Linked DNA regions of Rattus norvegicus: region 1 is linked to region 2. Evidence: chromatin contacts called from public Hi-C data. All regions are on one chromosome and are shown on one strand. Each heading gives the region's core, a stretch centred on a gene start, on an enhancer-like site or on the middle of the called end of the contact. The rest is flanking DNA. Distances are from core to core; before and after follow the strand shown.

Region 1 (4,140 bases), core at 1,102-3,601, 34 kb after region 2:
GCCCATTTAATAATACAAGAAGGATGGCAAGGAGAAAAAAAAAATGTTAACTGGGTACAGTTAGATGGAAAGGTTGAATTTCTTGGAGGAAGTGGGAAATAACTCAGACTCAGAAACACAGGTACAATTGCTTGGCTGTCCACCCGTGCCAAGACCTTATTATCATCCTCCCAAATGCCAGGTGCTTCACTTCAAAATTTGGTAGAGGAAAACCCAACCTGCTTCCTTCCCTCTTCTGTTTGGAGATTGAGACTCGTGCTTCATGTTTTCGAGGAGCGCCCCCACTCCCCTCATCCTAGTCCTTGGTCCCACAGACTGAACTGTCTCGGGGTGGGAAAGCCTGTAACAGATGTGGAAGGATCCGGGGGCGTCAGCTGCAGCACAGGCCTACCCCAGCAGGAGTTGGAAGCTAGCCAGCGAAATATGGGCGTTTTGTTCCTAGGCTGCCCAAAAAAGGCGCGGAGAGAGGATGGAGGCAACCCCCATTTTCATCAAAACGCTCCTCCTGGGGCGCCTGCCTGCGGGAGGGCTCCAAAATTGGCAACTTGGACCTCCAAGTCGCTCTCTTTTAGCCCACATTTCCCAAACCCCGGAAGAGGAGGGTGATTAAAAATGCAAATTGCTTTGCGGGCGACAGTAGGTAGGACCGAGCTGCGAGGCTCTGGGCTGGGGAGATCCCGTGACCTTAGACGCCCTCCGCGCCCCGGATTCGGGAAGGGCCGCAGCCAGCGCTTCCTCCTCCCGGTCGCGGCCGGACAAAGCCGGGCTCCTTTCCGTGGGACCCGAAGGGCAGACCGGATCGGGACGCGCGCCTTCCGCAGGGCCCGCCGTCGCCGCACACAGGTGGTTTTCCGTCCGGGAGGGGCGGACTCGGCACTTTTATATAACAATAGAGCTGTGCGCGCCGGGGATGCGCTCTCGTCGCCGTCGCGGCCCCCGCCGGCCACGCCTCCATCCGGCTCCGGTGCCGCGCCGCCTCCGTCCTAAATTGCCTGCGTGTGGTGCCCATGAGACTCCCAAATCCTAACTCGGAAACCAAGGGGTCCAGACAGGGACATCTCTGGCTTCTTTCCGACTCTAGGTCTCTCCCTAGGGGACAGTTCCGTGACGGCCTTACATTCGATCACGGGGTCGCCGCGTGTCCTCCCCCTCCCCCTCCCCAGAGCAGCGGTGCTGCGGCCAAAGCGCAGCGCGCAAGCGCGTTTGGAGTTGCTAGAGTGCTCCATGCGGAGCTCGGGAACCGCTGCAGCCGAGAAAGGTTAGGGGACTGGCCTCGCTGCCCACAGTAGCCAGTTCCCTCAGGCTTAAAGGTCTTGCGGAGGACTCCCCCCACGTCTCCGGGTTGCAGGGAGCGTTGGTGAGGCCCGGTGTCCCAGGCGCCTAACCTAGGCTGCCTTGCCAGACCGGTTCCTCTTAGAAGCCAAACTCTGCTTCTGACCCCAAATCGTTAAAGGAGCTCGTCTCTCCAGGCTCGATGGGTGACCGGTGGGGGTGGGGAGCAAGATCTCCGGAGCAATGGCTCAGAATGCCTCCACCCCACCGGAGCATAAGAAAAGTGTAGGGCTAGCTGACAAGGTTTTTCCTGCTCGCCCCCCCCCCCGAAAGTTGAGAAAACTCGGGATTGGGGTGCTTCTGGTTTTCTGGACAACCAAACGCTTGTTTGCTTAGCTGCTTTAAAATGTTTCAACAAAACACTAGTTTGTTTCTAGAGATGTTGGATTAGCATTTAACACTTCGTTGGGTCGCTAAAGCCCAGGCAGTTCACCAGCCCCAACACAGCCTCGGCTAAAAGGACTTCAGAACAAACAGAACTAGACTTTTAAAAGAGCCAAACAAATGCCACACACGATCTAAAGGAGGACCGGGGTGGTGGTGAGGGAGAAGGAGCGGGCTAGGATCTAGCGTTAAAGGGAATAAAAAAAGGGGTGGGGGACCCTCACGTTTTATTAAGGCTAACTTGAGATAGTAAGAGTAGCGAATAAGGGCTTTTGTGCTTGCTAATTGCACTACTGGTGCGCAAGAGTTAGACGCGAAGTGTGAACTCTCAACAGAAGGAAACACGAGACAACTTTAGTGCCCTGGTTTATGTGCCCTGCTCCTCCTCCACCGCCGCCTCCTCTTCTTTCTCCTTCCTCCCGCCGAGCCCGCAGTTGCAGCTTGTTTGCACTGGGGCTTATCCGGAGCGGAAATTCCTTTCCGTTTTTGTGAATGACAAACTCATTAACAATTCATCAACACAACCTGTTCCAGCCGGCCCGTCCCCACGGCAACAGCCCCTTCCGCAGCGCGCTCATTGGCTGGCCGAGAGAATGTATCCATTGAGACGCTGGCTGTTTGTATCCATTGAGGAGCTGCCTGGCACAGGGGGTGTGCTCTCGCGGAGTCCTAGGGACTGCGAGCAAACCCAGTCTTGAATAATCCGGCGAGAAACACGGGGTTGGATCTGAGGTGCAGCCTCAGAGGGATTAGGAGCTGCTAGACTTTTTTCTTTTTTCCTTTTTCTCCTCTCAGTGGCACGGAGTCCGAATTAATTGGATTTCATTCACTGGGTAGGAACAAAACTGGGCACTTTCATTCAGAGAGATTCATTGACTCTGAGAGTGATCTGGTGCAGAGGGACCACCGGCTTGGCTTCTGTCGCCTTCCCTAACCGCTAGCTTCGGCTTGGGAAAGGCCGAATCAAACCCGGCTCCGAGAGCCGGAGCTTCTCACGGCGTGCTTGGCCTATGCCTGCCTCGAGGGGCGTCTGCTAGGCACCCCGCCTTCTCCTGCAGCTCGACCCCCATGATAGATACGCTCAGACCCGTGCCCTTCGCGTCGGAAATGGCGATCAGCAAGACGGTGGCGTGGCTCAACGAGCAGCTGGAGCTGGGCAACGAACAGCTGCTGCTGATGGACTGCCGACCGCAGGAGCTGTACGAGTCGTCGCACATCGAATCTGCCATCAACGTGGCCATCCCGGGCATCATGCTGCGGCGTCTGCAGAAGGGCAACCTGCCGGTGCGCGCGCTATTCACGCGCTGCGAGGACCGGGACCGCTTTACCAGGCGCTGCGGCACCGACACCGTGGTGCTCTACGACGAGAACAGCAGCGACTGGAATGAGAACACAGGTGGAGAGTCGGTCCTCGGGCTGCTGCTCAAGAAACTCAAAGACGAGGGCTGCCGGGCGTTCTACCTTGAAGGTATGTTGTGCGCCCCGGCGCTCGGAGCTAGGGCTGCAGGCTGGGGAACTGCGGGCGAGGTAGCGATCGCCTCTCGCATTGCGCTTAAGGGAGCTGGGCCAGCGTGGTAGCTTCTTTTTTAAGGGTTCTTTATAATCCGGCACCTCCACCTTCCTCTCGCTTTCTTCTGGGTTGGTTTAGACTTAAGATTCAGAAGAGCTGGAAATGTAGTTCAGGGTGCAGCTTGACACCTCCTAGCTCCTCGAAATACTAAGTAATTTTGTGCATTTCCGGAATCAGAAGAATAAACGCTCCCTGGGTAGGCAGATGGTTGTATTCTTAAAGATGCACATTGAAGTGTGTTTTTACTACTGCAGTGGGGTTCATAGGTCGCCTGACCGTAGTGTCTCCTGCACCTCCTGTGCCTCTCACAAGCTGAAAATTACTACAGCTTCTCAGGTTACAAGAACGCTTTTCTTGTTTCTGGCAGGTGGCTTCAGTAAGTTCCAGGCCGAGTTCGCCCTGCACTGCGAGACCAATCTAGACGGCTCGTGCAGCAGCAGCTCCCCGCCCTTGCCAGTGCTGGGACTCGGGGGCCTGAGGATCAGCTCCGACTCTTCCTCGGACATTGAGTCTGACCTTGACCGAGACCCCAATAGTGCAACGGACTCCGATGGCAGCCCGCTGTCCAACAGCCAGCCTTCCTTCCCGGTGGAGATTTTGCCCTTCCTTTACCTGGGCTGTGCCAAGGACTCTACTAACTTGGACGTGTTGGAAGAGTTTGGCATCAAGTACATCTTGAACGTCACCCCCAATCTGCCCAATCTGTTTGAGAATGCAGGGGAGTTCAAGTACAAGCAAATTCCTATCTCTGATCACTGGAGCCAAAACCTGTCCCAGTTTTTCCCTGAGGCCATTTCTTTCATAGGTGAGACTAATTTTCAGTCATTCATGAGTTGAAGATGTTAATCTGTTTT
Region 2 (4,227 bases), core at 375-2,874:
CTCTGAGCCATGCTTCCCCCAAAATATTTGTGACCAACAAATAATAATTTTTGGCAAACCATAGCAGCGAAGTACAGATGTGTGTTCAATAGGGATATGTGATTTGGGGGAGGGCTATTCTGGGAGGGCTAATCAGAACAAAATTGTTAATCGCACATTAAGAGAACCCACAGCTTCAAAGCACTTTATGATAGATAAAAAAAAAAACACAAAAAACAAACAAATGAAAACAAGATGGGGGCGACCCTGAGCGCCATTGGCATTGACTAGGAAAAGGGAAGGCCCACCTTCTAGTCACGTCTGAAGTAAGTGACCACACTGAGGAAGTTATCTGAGCCTTAGTTCTCTGATCTGTAGTATCAGTGTCCTCACTGATTCTCACAGAAACCAAGGAATATTATTGCAAAAAGGGTCTCCATGTTACCAGAGAGCATTCCACAAATACAGGGTACTTATGACAGGGTCCTCGCCTAGAAGGACAAAGAATCCCTGAAATAAGTTCATAGAAATAAAGCTTCCCCTGATAGATTTTTAACTCTTTGCATTCCTTTAAAGTCAGCGATTTCCGGTTTTTAATTTTTCCTCGGCTTAAGATTCTATCATATATTAACTGCTAATTTACACAAATACCCATTTCCACTTAGAGAAGCATCCAAAGCCCCAACCAGTCTAAACTCACTTTCTCCCTGTAGGCCGAGCAGATCTGTGAGGCTCTCCTGTTTGCTTCTGCCTCCCTCCACTGTAATAGAAGCTCAAATAGGCAAGGATGTACCCTGCTTAACTCACCAGTGCCTCACAAGGGATATGGCGCTTGGACTGAGTGGGTACCCAGTAAATGTTTGCTGAACGAAGGAACACACAGATGTCGCTTCCCCAACAGGTTGCCAACTGGCACTCAGAGAAAAGATGTAGTAGGGAGGGAAGAATGGAAGAAGAAAGAAGGAGGGAGGGAGGGAGAGAAGGAGGGATGGAAGGAGGGAAGAGAGAGAAAGAGCTGATTGTTACTGATCAGAGGTTCTTTTCTCATACCAAAGCTTAAAATAACCCAGAGCATAGTAAAAGTTATAGGAATACAAAGGACCATGACCTTGAAATGCAGCTTAAGTTAACATCAAACTGACCCTCAGGGAGACAGTGGACTTGCTGTGCAAAGGCAAGACTAAATCTGTGAAGGGTAGGACCCTGATGGTGAGATTTTGAAAGCATCCCCACACAGTGATTTTTCAAAATGTGTGTTGGTCTAATTTTAGTGGCTGTTCCTTCAACATAACCTGTTATGTAATGACCCGGTGACTTTGTCATTGTTGCTTATAAGACTGAGTGAAACTTGCTCCATAGACCGGCACCACTGACATTTCCACAGAATCTTTAGGGCTCGTGATTGGCAGACCTAGGTAACCTGGTGGTTGGGATCCAGTTGACTCCAGGAAATCCAGGTCCAGAATCTCTTTTCCTCCTTGGGCTTGTGTAGTTGCCATTCTGTAAGGGACACTGTAAAGTCACCATTTGGGAGACGAATGACTTGAAGAAAAAAAAAATTGACCTTGGTGGCTTAGTAAATATTTGACCCAATGACTCCACCTCCCACCCCCAGAGTTTAACCTTTAGCCTTGCATGTTGGAGCCTGAAGCATGTGAGGAGCTATTTTGGTCAGAACCCTGGGATGTAGGTAACAGAGGCTGACACAGGATATGTTAAGCAAGCAAACAAATGTATTAGAAGAATCTAGAATAGCTCATCTTAAAGAAGAAAAAGTTGAAGAATCTGGTTTCTTTAAAAACAAAAACAAAACAAAAAACAAACCTAAGATAAGCTAGGAATTTAGCTGAGAGGGATCATGCAGTTTCCTGTGTTCTGAGACTACTAGGGTGAAATTATTGGATGGGTTCTCCTTCTGTGTCACTGCTCTGGACATTGGGATTCCAAGTCAAGAGCATTTGACAGGTCTCGCCTCTGCCGGGATTTTCTGTGATCTTTTCCTTGTAGAAAACCAAGTCTGTTTCACATCATGCACATCATGTTGTGTTACTATGACTTCTTTACCAGGAAGAGATTCGATGCTGTACTGGTAGCTACACATCTGAGTCTGGTCAGCTCAACATCTGCAGTTTGGCCTCATTCCTCTGCTTTCTTTCAAATTCCGAATTGGCATGCTGGACATCTCCACACCAGGCTAGTGTATGCTCTCCCAGAAGCAAGCAGGTGTGTGTGGTGTGTGTGTGTGTGTGTGGTGTGTGGTGTGTGTGGTGTGTGTGTGTGTGTGGTGTGTGTGTGTGGTGTGTGTGGTGTGTGTGTGGTGTGTGTGTGTGGTGTGTGTGTGGTGTGTGTGTGTGTGTGTGGTGTGTGTGGTGTGTGTGTGTATGTGGTGTGTGTGTGTGTGTGGTGTGTGTGTGTGTGGTGTGTGTGTGGTGTGTGTGTGTGTGTGGTGTGTGTGTGTGGTGTGTGTGGTGTGTGTGTGGTGTGTGTGTGTGGTGTGTGTGTGGTGTGTGTGTGTGTGTGTGGTGTGTGTGGTGTGTGTGTGTATGTGGTGTGTGTGTGTGTGTGGTGTGTGTGTGTGTGGTGTGTGTGTGGTGTGTGTGTGTGTGTGGTGTGTGTGTGTGGTGTGTGTGTGTGTGTGTGGTGTGTGTGTGTGGTGTGTGTGTGTGTGGTGTGTGTGTGTGTGGTGTGTGTGGTATGTGTGTGGTGTGTGTGTGGTGTGTGTGTGGTGTGTGTGTGTGGTGTGTGTGTGTGGTATGTGTGTGTGGTGTGTGTGTGTGTGGTGTGTGTGGTGTGTGTGTGTGTGTGTGGTGTGTGTGGTGTGTGTGGTGTGTGTGGTGTGTGTGTGGTGTGTGTGTGTGTGGTGTGTGTGTGTGGTGTGTGTGTGTGTGGTGGGTGGTGTGTGTGTGTGTGGTGTGTGTGGTGTGTGTGTGTGGTGTGTGTGTGTGGTGTATGTGGTGTGTGTGTGTGTGGTGTATGTGGTGTGTGTGTGGTGTGTGTGTGTGTGTGGTGTATGTGGTGTGTGTGTGTGTGTGTGTGTGTGTGTGTGTGTGTGTGTAACTTAAAATGTTGGAGAAGGAAGACGGGTAAAGGGAGTGATGGTGGCAACAAGCACAGTAGATACCATGGGTTCTTGAGAAGATAAACTGGGGTTTTTCCCAAAGTTGCAGAGTTTTGACTTAATTTGAGCGAACGTGACGTCAATTCCTACAGCAGCACCTTGCATACTTTAGCTTGTACTTTTGTTGACACAAAAGGAAAGGCACACATTACTGCAATGTTCTCTCTCCTTCCGTTTTCTAGAACTGACTGCCCTGGGTGTTTTATTCTATCATATGGTTTATAACAAGTGTAGCAGATTCTTTTATTGACTGGAAAACCAAAACATTGAGGAGATGCTGAGGGGATAGAGAAGGGCCACTGGATCAGTCATTTTCAAGGAGGCAGCGGCCCAACTCTGGGATACAGGATTGCCTGTGTCCCTCGGTCTTCATACAGGTGACTAGATGCTAAGTCATCAGGCCGTAATGCACAATTCTACCCAAGTGCAACCCAGATGAAACAAAACAACCCTACTGGGAAAGAGATCTCTACCATGAGATATTAGGCTTGCCTGGAATGCTGGCTTAAGTAAGGCCTGTGATGCCAACACTGAGGAGTCTGAGGCAGGAGGATCAAAGAGTCAGCCTGGACCAGGCAGTGGGTTCCAGGCTAGCCTACGATATATAGCGGAGACCTATTTGAAGAAGACGAAATAGATTTAGTGAGGTGTTACAACAAATCGAAGGCACTAGCCACCACATAATGACCTTGTTTCCATCCCTGGGACTCACACACTAGCAGAAGAGAACCCTCTCCTCCAAGCTGCTCTTTGGCCTCCACAAGCACACTTGCACACACGTGTGTATGTGTCTCTGTGTGTGCATCAGGTGGGGTGAGTTTAAAATAAAGAAATAAGACGTCGAAACAGGTTTTCTCTTGAGAAAGAGCCAAGTCTTTACGCAATAGATGGACTTTTTTTTTTCTTAATGATGTTTGTTATAGTCTTTGAATTTTTTTTTTTAAAACTTTTCTCGTATGCAGCACATAAAAAGCTAACAGTTGACTTCGATTCCCGTTGGAGCGGCTCGTTCTGTTCGCTTGGAATTCTTTCTTATTCCCCCCTTCAGTCCCACAGCCTACTCTAGCAGATGATCTTCCCATATGTCTCTTACACTCCAGCCTCGAGGCCCTGAAGCAGGATGGAGCTGA

What was found. A called contact is a pair of places that touch in the nucleus more often than the background predicts.
Region 1: a contact with region 2 is called in a Hi-C map of kidney, with 1.9 times the contacts expected there. The contact joins the promoter of Dusp6 here to the enhancer-like site in region 2. A contact is called at or near these places in 3 of 12 Hi-C or Micro-C datasets (kidney and liver).

Annotation. Positions count from the first base shown.
Region 1 is chr7:35,977,253-35,981,392 of GRCr8, forward strand. Dusp6 (dual specificity phosphatase 6) reads left to right here and starts at 2,352. Exons shown (of 3, transcript NM_053883.3): 1 at 2,352-3,184; 2 at 3,654-4,091. The coding sequence starts at 2,785.
Region 2 is chr7:35,944,372-35,948,598 of GRCr8, forward strand. No RefSeq gene overlaps it. Among named protein-coding and RNA genes, the nearest start is that of Dusp6, 33 kb to the right of the region's middle. Within about 2 kb of position 1,625, at least 3 of the 93 cell types and tissues checked have an H3K27ac peak or open chromatin away from gene starts, as enhancers often do. A contact at or near this core is called in kidney and liver, where this site is marked.